Regions from separate parts of the Zea mays genome. Here region 1 is linked to region 2. A link is a contact called in public Hi-C data. All regions are on one chromosome and are shown on one strand. Each heading gives the region's core, a stretch centred on a gene start, on an enhancer-like site or on the middle of the called end of the contact. The rest is flanking DNA. Distances are from core to core; before and after follow the strand shown.

Region 1 (5,818 bases), core at 2,994-5,493, 160 kb before region 2:
GCCATTCTGGATGAAGAATAGTGTCACGATAAAAAGTCGGTTCAAGAAGAACAGTACCAACAAAACCTTGATGTACAGATCAATAGGTTGATGAGATTAATGACTACGACGAAGAAGCGGCTTAGGTGAAGAATCACTAGGTGAGGATGGCTTAGCAGGAGAAGATGATTCCATTGGAGAAGATGAACTAGCAGGAGAAGCCTAAGCATTAGAAGGATTGAGCACACTATAAGATAGCGGAGCAGAACGAAAGACGACGTCGTGTATAGACCAATGTCATAGGAGGCTTCACAGTGTAATCCAAAACCACAGTCGAAGACTCCGAAGAAGACAAAAGAAGGCAAGACAAGAGGCGTCGAGCGGGAACTCGACATACAGGCCATAGTAGCATCAGATATAAACAAAGTGGGTCGACAAGAGATGTTGGGAAAACAGTAGAAGGACAGGGCAAAAAGACGAGACTCATCAAAAATCATATCTCGAGACATCCACATCTGTCGAGCAATCAGATCTCAACCACAGTATCCCTTGTGCTCAGCACTATACCCAAGGAAAACACACTCAACTGACTAAGTAGTAAATTTAGTGCGCTCACAAGGTGCAAGAGGCACATAGCACACATAGCCAAAAAGACAAAGGTTGGAGTAGTCGGCACCTTACCACAAAGATGCCCAAAAGGAACACCACCCTAAAGAGTCAAAGAAAGCTAAATCTTAGTGAGATACGTGGCAGTAGAGACAGTATCAGCCCAAAAGTGAGGGGAACAGAGTGATGAGGATACCAATTTCCAGTCCGAGTACTCGCGCTCATGCCCATTAACTTATTCATTAGGTTAGTTCATTCTTTAGTTCATGTCCAACATATTTAGACCAAGAATCAAGATCAAGAATAACACACGACAATCATGATCAATAAGTTGACTAGCGGACATAAGCCTAAAGTTAGGTTTGGAACACAGGAAACGTTAGGAACATGAAAAAATTTCAACAAAAGAGTGTCCTACCCAGCAACAAAGAGAGAGGGTCCATCAATTGTATGAGCAATAAGGGAACGAGGAAGGACACATAGAAGAAAGATCGATGTAATGAGGTCATGTGAAAAGAAGCACTAGAATCAAGAATCCACGCACAAGTACTCGAATGGTCCCTTAGTAGAAGACTAAGAAGCAGCAGCAGAACCTGATAGAGTCAAAGACGGTCACATAACTAGCAGCACCTGGCAGTAAAGAGGCAGCAATGCGATGGAGCATCAGCATCTCCTTAGTGACAATCAGCAAAACTCCCCTAAGAACCTCTAAAACTGGCACTACTAGTAGGTTGTGAAGAACGAGTCTGAGCCTTATGCACCTTCTACTTTTTGTAGCAAAAAGCTTTTACATGACCATCTTTACCATGGTAGTTGTAGTGAAGACCACCGCCCCCCGCCATGTGTAGGAGGGTGTGTTGACGAAGGTAAAGGTGATGGAGTAATAGCAGGTCAAGAGAACACAGAACGAGCAGCCAACACTGAAGATGGCAGTAAAACAGCTGCACGAAGACAAGTCTCCTCATTACGAACATCTGCAAGAGCATCCATCAATGAAACAGAAGGATAGCGAGGGAGCAGTTGGGCACGAATAGGCTCAAACTCATTGCAAAGTTGAGTCAAGAAGTCATATATCCGATGAGACTGAAGGTCAATCAACTGATCAAGGCAAAACTCACAGGTGCTAGGGGACAACTGCGGACCAAGAGCATCGAGCTAAAGCCAAATTGCAGACATCTAGTTGTAGAACTCATCCACTGTGTAATCTCCCTGATGTTCAATTGATCCTAACGAATAGCAGCAAGGTAAATAGAGTGACCAGTACACTCAGCGATCACAAAGAGAAGACCACATCTGATGAGACCAATCAAAGTGAACAATTTCTGCATCAAACCGATCCTCCACACTAGCAGCAAGAATAGAACCAACAGGAGCATCCTCATTCAACCATAACTTGTAAGCACTGAACTGAGACTTGTATGATGCAATGGGGTCATCAAAATCAGCAAGAGGTTTCGCCTTGCCTTTCATCAGTTGCCTTTTCTAGTATTTGAGGGTGCACAGGAGCCGTGAGACAAGGTGGGCATGGAAGCTCGCCAGTGAGGAACTCTTGGAGGCACAGGCCACACATGTGCCAGCGCTTGCGAGGAACCCAAGCATGATAGTTGGTCCCATCAAATAGCAGCGGATAGCGATGGGAACACCACCGTTGGAGGAAGACGGCAACATCTCAGACAAGCAGGCAATGAACTTCTTTTTTAAGGACTTAACGGTCATGGAATTGTGAATGTGACGAGTTCATAGATGAAGGAGCAACGCAGGAGGCCTCACACAGCGCTTGACTAAGCAGAGGCAACAGACACAGGTGAGCAAAGTCGTCGGTGTGGGTGGTGGCCTACACGGGCGAGAGGCGGGCAGACAAGCCAGCCGACAAGTGAACTCTGTTGAGCGGTCGCGAAGATAAGCGCCGCTAGGCCAAAGGAGCCAACTACAAAAATGTGCAGAGCCGCAAGGCGATGGGACAGAGCCACCAAGCGACATGAGAGAGGAACAATTAGGGAAAGAGACGAATAATTCTAACCCTATTTTTTTGCTCATAACCATGTTATGAATAGCACAAATATTCAATATGAGGGCACTAGGCCCGAATATATACACCAATACAGGATACAGATTGTGTATAACAATGACTCTATATGAGACCGAATACGACAAGGACACATACATAGGCATCTAACAGACATAGTATCATTGTTTGCACTAGGGCCAAGAATCCATTTGTCCATCGCTGTTTTACATTGTTCCAATGTCGCAATGGAATTGCAAGCAGCATTGATGTTTAGGCCCCTTTGTATTGAGAATTCAAGCAGTCATGGGCTTATGAAGCACATGCACAAGATCAACTCCCCCGAACAAAGTCATGATACGCTTCCAATAAGCATTTACAGTGCCCACAAATAAGCAAACTAGCAAAGAGTGGAAATGTTCTTTCCATTTTAGTTGCGAGGTGTGGCAATGGTCCATCAACCAAAAAAAAAACATCTGTAAGTTTTCCTCATATAACAAGTTCCAGAATATACTAGTGTAATTCCATGTCAGACTACATTTTACATTTTGACATTTGTAATAGACCGTGAAAATATATGGCGTAGTGAATATATACAAACCATTTCGAACAACTACATTAGACTGATCAATAAGCAAGATGCAAGGAACGACAAAGTTGTCTGGTAATGCACTGACCAGCTTCAGCGCGGTAAGCGCCTGGCTAACATAGAGGATGACAGTGAGCTTCTGCTGCAGCGCCACAAGGTTGCCTCGGGTAGCATTGAGCTCTTGCACCTGCCTCGCTGCCCCGACGAGGTCCCCCGTGAGAACCTGGACCACCTCTCTGAGCTCGCGGATCCTCCCTACCGCCGTGACGATCTCCCCATCAAGCCCGCGCAGCCGGCCCTGCGCCTCATAGAAGGACTCAGACCGGAGTGCTATCTCCCGCACAAGGTGGGCCTCAACGACGTCGAGGTGCTGTCCGAGGCGCTCCTGCAGCGCATCGTCGTCGAGCGGGCAGGCGGCCTGGAAGGTGGGCCCGTCTTCGAGCGCGAAGTCCTCCTTAAAGAAGAGCGCGGGCACCTCACGGAGACAGGCGGCGAGGCCGGAGGAGGCCGCGGGGGCGCCCTCGGCGTCAGAAGAGGCGGCAAGCTCGGCGTGGGCATGGAGGCGGATGTCGGCGAAGCGCGCGAAGGGGTCGGAGACGGCGGCAAGGTAGGGTGCGAAGTCGGCGCGGGTGATCTCGCAGGGGTGCGACGGCGGCGGTGGAGCCGCATCGGGTAGCGTTATGGTGGTGGGCGGCCACGACAACCAGGAGTACGAGGAGGCGGCGGAGGAGGGGAGCGGGTTGTTGAGGAGCGCGGTGATGGACTGCGGGACGCCACCGGGGGGGCCGGTGGAAGTGGAGGAGTCGGTGGAGGAAAAGACGGAGGCGACGGAGGTAGTGCGGAGGGGCGGGCGCGACGCCATCGTGGCTGTCGGCAGCCGCAGTGGGGTCAGCGGGGGCGAGGAGGCATGGGGAGATCGGGATCTGCGAGGCGCGGCAGCGCAGCCAAGCTTGGTGGTGGGAGAGGTGTCAGATCCGGCGCCTGGACGAAGGGGAGAAGAGAGGGAGCAAGCAAGTGTTGATTTTTATTTTTAGTAATTAAAGCCTCTGTTTTAGAGTGTAACTATATATTGATTTCTATTTGATAGATTTTATACTGTTTTTTTAAATCAAACTGGTGTATCTATATCGTTAGTTATACTTAACGGTGTTAAATATTGATAAAAAAACAACGATAATTGGATCCTTGCCTCTGTTTTATAGTATAATTGTAGTTTTGACCTATTTTTTAGACTTCACATATTTTTATGACAATTCAAATTATTTCCACAACATTCCAAATTATTTTGACAACAATTTAAATTATTTTGTAATAATTCAAATTATTTCTAAAATAAAAAATATTTTAACAAATTATTTTACCAACAATTTAAATATTTTTTGACAAAAAAAAATTGTCAAAATATTTTTAAAAGTTTTGAAAATATTTCAAATTATTGTAAAATAGTTTGAATCGTTGCAAAAATAATTTGAATTGCTGTGAAAAAATAATTTGGATTGTCATAAAAACATGTAAGTCTTAAAATAGGGGTAAAACTACACCTATACTCAAAAATAGGGGCAACGGCCTTGTCGGAGAGGGAAATCTCCGGCCGGGTGGCGGAATGCACCCGCCCTAATCCTAAGATGATGAGGGGGCTTAAACGTTTTGCCTGTTGGTAGATGAACGATGAACTCAAGAACACGCAAGAGTTTAGAGTGGTTCGGGCCGCCGGAGCGTAACACCCTACTCCGCTGTGTAATGCATTGAGCTTGTTTGAACTTGTGAGCCTGAGCTAAGTCTAAGTGTGCTTTTTTTCTTTTTTCTCCTAACGTTGCATGCCTCCCCTTATATAGCTCAAGGAGGACGCGTACAAGGGTGCTGAGCCCCAACATGTGGGCCGAGGAATATAATGGATGTAATACTTGGAGTCGCTGGAGCAATCTTCTTGTACCCTGACATCCGCGATCTGCGTGGTATTGGCGTGTAGGGGAAGCTTCCCTGGCAATGCATAAGTGATGATGGACACAGTGCACCTTGCAGCACGGGCATATTGTTTGGCAATGGACTGGACAAGCACACCGCCTGCAGGATGGCATGGACACCGCCTGCCAGCTGAGTGGACAGGTGTCGGGGACCATAATTAGGGGTACCCTCAAGACGCCTAATTCTCAGCTGGTAACCCCCATCAGCATAAAGCTGCAAAGGCCTGATGGGTACGATTAAGTCAGGGATCAGTCCACACGAGTGACTCGATCACGCTTCACCCGAGCCTAGCCTCGGCCAAGGGCAGCCGGCCTCAAGAGACCTCTGTCTCGCCCGAGGCCCCCCTTTTTACGGCGGACACACCTCCGGCTCGCCCGAGGCCTTGGCTTCGCTCAGAAGCAACCCTGACTAAATCGCCACACCGACTGACCGAGTTGCAGGAGCATTTAACGCAAAGGTGGCCTGACACCTTTATCCTGACACGCGCCCCCCCGGCAGAGCCGAAGTGACCGTCGTCACTCCACCGCTCCACTGACTAGTCTGACAGAAGGACAGCGCCGCCTGCGCCACTCCGACTGCAGTGCCACTCGACAGAGTGAGTCTGACAGGCAGTCAGGCCTTGCCAAAGGCGCCATAGCGAACTCCGCTCCGCCCGACCCCAGGGCTCGGACTCG
Region 2 (6,057 bases), core at 2,291-4,790:
TCGCCGTCTTCCGGGACTTAGCCCGAGTCCGAGCCCTGGGTCGGGCGGAGCGGAGTTCGCCGTCTTCCGGGACTTAGCCCGAGTCCGAGCCCTGGGTCGCGCGAAGTGGAGCTTCCTATGGTGCCTTTGGCCGGGCCTGACTGCCTGTCAGTCTCACTCTGTCAAGTGGCACCGCAGTCGGAGTGGCGTAGGCGGCGCTGTCCTTCTGTCAGGCCGGTCAGTGGAGCGGCGAAGTAACGGCGGTCACTTCGGCTCTGCCGGCTGGGGGGCGCGCGTTAGGATAAAGGTGTCAGGCCACCTTTGCATTAAATGCTCCTGCGATTTGGTCGGTCGGTGCGGCGATTTGGTCAGGGTTGCTTCTTGGCGAAGACAGGGCCTCGGGCGAGCCGGAAATATATTCGCCGCTGGAGGGGGGCCTCGGGCGAGACGGAAATCCTCCGGGGTCGGCTGCCCTTGTCCGAGGCTAGGCTCGGGCGAGGCGTGATCGAGTCCCTCGAATGGGCTGATCCCTGACTTAATCGCACCCATCAGGCCTTTGCAGCTTTATGCTGATGGGGGTTACCAGCTGAGAATTAGGAGCCTTGAGGGTACCCCTAATTATGGTCCCCGACAAATAGAGATAAAGGTACACTGTGGTCTTCTAGGGGCAGATGGCGCAAGAAGTACAGTGCATGAATTGGCAGGTATATCTTTGGAAGGCGAAAGGGACTTGCTGAAAGTGGTCAGTGTGCATTTTCGTAGCAGAGATCTAGGCACGTTCTCGTTTATCCTCCTCAACGGATGTTTGAATAATTCAGTGCTAAGGTTTGCGAGCAAGCCTTCTTTCAGTTGCAGCTGCTATCAGATGGAGATTAGTCTTCATGCAGTGCTTTGGACTTGTCAAATGTTGTTACTCCCATTTCAAGAATCTCCCATGAGCTCATCACAAATCATTGGAACAATTCACTGGTGCCATACTACTTGGGATGTGTTATATATGGGGCATGTCAATTATCATTGAACAAAGATGGAGGTGCATGAAAGAATTTATATATTATTATGACAGTTTTATTCCAGCTAGAAGTGCTTCTACATATAGCAGCTTGCTGTGAGGTTTTCGCGGTCAGCAATAAGTTCATCATCTTCCCTTGGAATCCTGGTGTTTCAAAGGTTCTACATCGGCTTGGGGGCAAGCCGAAGAAGGGGGGAATGTTAGGAACGCATATGGGCCATCAGTTAATGGGATGTGTGCCATATTGGTGCACCTGGGTGGAGTATAAGATGGCAAGGACAGCACACCATGGGGACATCAAAGAATCATTTTAATAAACCTAAACTCTCTACCTCTCCATAACTATTGTTCATCTTCTCCACCCCTCTCCTCTCATGTACTCAGATCCTCTTCCTTCTAGAACACTATAGTTGTTGTGCTTCTCCATTCTGTTTCCCTTACTGCTACTTTCCCGAACTCTTCTTTAATTTTGTACCTAATTCTTATGTTCAGTGTTCTTCATGCTGTTGGTTGAGTTCGTGAGATTATAGTAGCTAACATGAACTCCGGCGACATTCTTCCTCAGTGATCCAGAGGTACTGCAAGGCGGAGCAATATGTGGTCTCGAGGCAGATGGCGTCGATGGTCAGCCCATCCAACGAAACCGAGCTCAACACCGATCGACCCCAATGCGCCAGGCGGCGGCTATGCGGAGATCTCGTCGGCGGTGACCCGTCATAGTCACACAAGTTCCTACCCGAAGTGGAAGGTTAGGAGAAGGCTCTGGCGCGAACATGCTCATAGTTGGCAACTGGATCACCCTGACCCCGACCGCATCGGCTCTATAGATGTCCAAATGGGCGGGCCGTGCTAGCCCGGCCCGAGCACGGCTAGGCCCATCACGGATTAGAACCATGCCGGCCCGGCCTGGATTAGCTAGCGGGCCATGCCGTGCCGGCCCACGGGCCCCAAGCGAGGCCCAAGCACGGCCCGCTAGGTCAATAATCGTGCTGGGCCGGTCCACGGCCCGACGGGCCTAACGGACCCATAACAATATATGACGTTTAAATGATAAAAATATTCTAAAAGTATGCATTTTTAGGGTTTAAACCATATTTATTAGATCTAAACATTTATTTACACCCACATAACCAACAAAAACACATGTTTATTGTGTTTTATACTCTATATTCAAGTATAATATATGTATTTATATGAAAAAATAGAAAAAAAAATAAAATCGGGCCGTACCGGGTCTAGCCCGTCGTGCCACGCCTTCGGCACAGGCACGACCCGGTGACCGGGCCGAGCCGGCACGGGTCCAGTTCACTACGTGCCGTGCCGGGTTCGTGCCGGGCCAAATCCGTGCCGGGTTTTGGGCCGCCCAACAAGCCCGATCCGTTTATACATCTATAATCGGCTCCCAACTCCAACTGCCCCTCGTTCCTGTTTGAATCGGGTGGTGTCGGCGGCCGCCGGTGCCGTGATGCCCAACGAGGAGTGGAGATGTGGGGCGCGAGTGAAGTTGGGGCAGCGAGGAGGAAGATGTACATGATCTTCCTCTGTTGCTCATCTTCTATGATTGTCTTCTATTTGAGAGCGTCTATACCAACACCGGCCGGTGAAAAAAATTCTAGGAGAAGAAAAGAAAACGAGAATAATAATGTCGCCAGATTAATAGTTGAATTGTAGTTTATGTCATCACGTAGAAACCATAGCAATGTATAGGACCAGTTTGAGAGTTAAATTGTAGTTTATGTCATCAGAAATCGTAGCAGTACACAGACACTTAACTAGTGTTTTATTAAAATAAAATTTCTTAGAATTACTATCTGAGAAAATGATAAAGACCCTGGAGGGGATTAGATTCCCAAACTAGCCCAAGCGGAATCCGACCACCGAATTCCCTAGAACATAAACTAGAGCCGTTATTTGGCTCAGTTTCGGTAAAAAAGTACCCTGCCCTCGGAATAGGATAGCAACGCGTGGATCTTTTGAAATAAGACATCAACAAACACATAACAAGACAGATACCATTTCACAGCGCAGTAGCGTGCGCTAAACAAAGCGCTATCAACATACAGTGCTACCTATAGAGTCCGTCCCTTTTTACTCTAAATCTAGCCTTTTTGTCTCTGAGATAAATATGAGATGTGGCTGTATATGTTATGGTGATGATAAAAATAAATGATATAATATGTGATAGTTGGTATAGAGTTGAAATATAGAGTAAATATAATTGTAAAATATTAAGGTATAGTATACAGAATCTTGCTGATAAGACAAGATATTACATTCAAAGTAGAAATTTAGAATTATATTAATGCGAATAGCCTTATATTATTAAAATAGGCTACATCTCGGAGAGGTCCGTCAATGAAAGCGGCATAGTATACCAGTCTCCAGAACCTTAAACAAGAGTATACAAAAAAATGGAGAGGGCTAGTCAAGAACGTCACAACTCACAAACCGAAGTACAGAAGCCACGAATTTCCTCGAGTTGAGTGTTGAGTCGTCTCGTCTCGTCTTATGTGAACCGAGTCAACCGACCCAATCCCCATCGACGGATCCCCCAACGAGTTCCGACTTCCGTTCCACTAGCAGTCTGCACTCGGCAGTCGGCCAGTCGCACAGCCAGAGAGCCAACAAGCCCGCAGGGCCGCCGCAGGCACACGGGATGGCGCTCCCATGGTGGCTCACCACCAAGGCGTGCACAGCGCCGCCGCCTGGCCCCGGCTCCTTCTCCGATGCGGTCGCGTTCCTCTTCCTCTCCCCGTGCCCGCAGCGCGGGCTCCTCGCCACCGCCGACCTCGTGTTCCTCGTCGCCTGCATCGTCCGCCTCGCCAGACGCCTTCGCAGGGGACACCCGGTGCCCGCGGCTGCTCCCCCTCCCGAGCGCGAGGCGCTGCTGCAGAAGCCGAACCATCCTTCGCCGCCGCTCGTCCGCCACGTGCTCGCGCTCGGGGCCTCCGCGGTGTTCGCGGCGGTGTCCGTCGTCCTCCTCGCGCTCGCGCTCCTCCTCCTGCCGGCCACGCCGTGGCGCGCCGCGGAGGGAGCCTTCCTCTCCGTCCACGCCGTCGCGCACGGGGTGGCTGCCTGGACCATCGTCTCTTCGCGGAGAGCAGGAGCTGCCCCGGAGGCGCACCTCCGCGTGTTCTGGCTCGCCACCGCTCTCGGCGCCGCGCTCTTCTCTGCCTCGGCAGTGGTCCGCGGCGCGGACGCCTCGCTGCTCTTCCCCGATGACATTCTCGCCTTCGCTGGTCTGCTTGTCTCCCTGCCTCTGGCATACATAGCGGTCACCGGCTTCACCGGCAATGTCACCAGGGCACAAGAAGGTGAACCGGAACACGCCGGTCCAGAGGCGCCCTCCTCGCCGTACACCACCGCTTCGTTCCTTTCGCGCGCTACGTTCAGCTGGATAAACTCCCTCATCACCAAGGGCTACGCGGCCGAATCCCTCAAAACCGAAGACGTGCCCCCGGTCTCTGCCGCCCACCGCGCCGAGGCGGCGCACGCCTTGTTCATGTCCAATTGGCCAGCGTCGCCAGCATCTCGGCACCCGGTCGGCGTGGCACTCTGGCTCTCTTTCTGGCCGCAGCTCGTGCTTACTGCGTTCCTTGGCCTCGCTCGTCTGGGGGCCATGTACGTTGGGCCGTCGCTCATCGATCAGTTCGTCGAGTTCATCCGCCGCGGCGGGACATCATGGGAGGGCCTTCGTCTCGTTCTCATCTTGCTCGCTGGCAAGGCCGTCCAGACGCTGGCATCGCACCATTACAGCTTCCAGGGACAGCTTCTGGGCATGCGCATCCGCGGCGCGCTGCAGACGGCGCTGTACCGCAAGTCGCTGCGCCTCACCGCCGGTGCTCGCCGAGCGCACGGCGCTGGAGCCATCGTCAACTACATGCAGGTCGACGCTGGGATCGTGTCCTACGCCATGCACGGACTCCACGGGCTGTGGCTGATGCCGCTGCAGATAGTGGTGGCGCTACTCCTCCTGTACGCCTACCTCGGCCCCGCCGTGCTCATGACGCTCGCCGTGATCACCGCAGTGACTGTGGTCACGGCCTTCGCTAACAAGCTCAACCTGGCGTACCAGCTCAAGTTCCTCGGCGTCCGCGATAGCCGCGTGAAGGCCATCACCGAGATGCTCAGTAACATGCGTCCCATCAAGCTGCAGGCTTGGGAGGACACCTTCGGGGGCAAGGTTCGCGACATCCGGCGAGAAGAGCTCGGGTGGCTGGCCAAGATCATGCTCTTCATGTGCGCCAACACGGTGGTATTCTCGAGCGGTCCGCTCGCTATGACGGTGCTCGTGTTCGGGACCTACCTCGCCTCCGGTGGGCAGCTCGACGCCGGCAAGGTGTTCACGGCCACGGCGTTCTTCGGCATGCTGGAAGGCCCCATGCGGAACTTCCCGCAGACTATTGTCATGTCCATGCAGGCGTTTGTGTCGCTGGATCGGCTGAACAAATTCCTGACGGACACCGAGATCGACACCGCGGCCGTGGAGCGCATCGAGAGTGGCGGCGCTGAGGACACAGTGGCCGTCAAGGTGCAAGGCGGGGTGTTCGCTTGGGATGTGCCAGCGGACGAGGAGATGAAGGGCAACAACAACAACAGCAGCAGGCCCCGCCATGAGGTGGCAGAGAATGACCAAGGAAATCGGGCGGAGTTGGTGACAGTGCTGAGGGGCATTGACGTGGAGGTGAGGAGGGGCGAGCTTACGGCGGTGGTCGGGACAGTGGGCTCCGGCAAATCGTCGCTGCTGTCCTGCATCATGGGGGAGATGCACAAGCTCTCCGGCACGGTGAGTCTCCATAGAGTTTGGATCATGAAATTCCAACATTCACATCTGAGATTCTGAGGTGCCATTCTGTTCTTTTTTTGTGAATAGCAGACCAAACGTTTGCGTTTTAAGCATATTATTATCTGTACCCAATACATTTTTGAGGATCATGTTACTAAGTCTCATCTCCATTTTCTTTGATATAGGTTAGCATATGTGGAAGCACGGCATATGTTGCTCAGACTGCTTGGATCCGGAATGGAACCATTCAAGAGAACATTTTATTTGGAAAGCCAATGCA

What was found. Hi-C and Micro-C count contacts between places; a contact is called where the count stands out from the background.
Region 1: a contact with region 2 is called in a Hi-C map of leaf, with 6 times the contacts expected there. The contact joins the promoter of LOC100192923 here to the promoter of LOC100381832 in region 2. A contact is called at or near these places in 7 of 25 Hi-C or Micro-C datasets (ear, leaf, leaf mesophyll and 2 more).

What each region holds. Positions count from the first base shown.
Region 1 is chr10:103,064,608-103,070,425 of Zm-B73-REFERENCE-NAM-5.0, reverse strand. LOC100192923 (vacuolar protein sorting-associated protein 54, chloroplastic) reads right to left here and starts at 4,243. Exons shown (of 19, transcript XM_020544869.2): 1 at 3,268-4,243. The coding sequence starts at 4,041.
Region 2 is chr10:102,899,064-102,905,120 of Zm-B73-REFERENCE-NAM-5.0, reverse strand. It overlaps LOC100381832 (ABC transporter C family member 4), which reads left to right and starts at 3,540. Exons shown (of 11, transcript XM_008664854.4): 1 at 3,540-5,777; 2 at 5,963-6,057. The coding sequence starts at 3,648.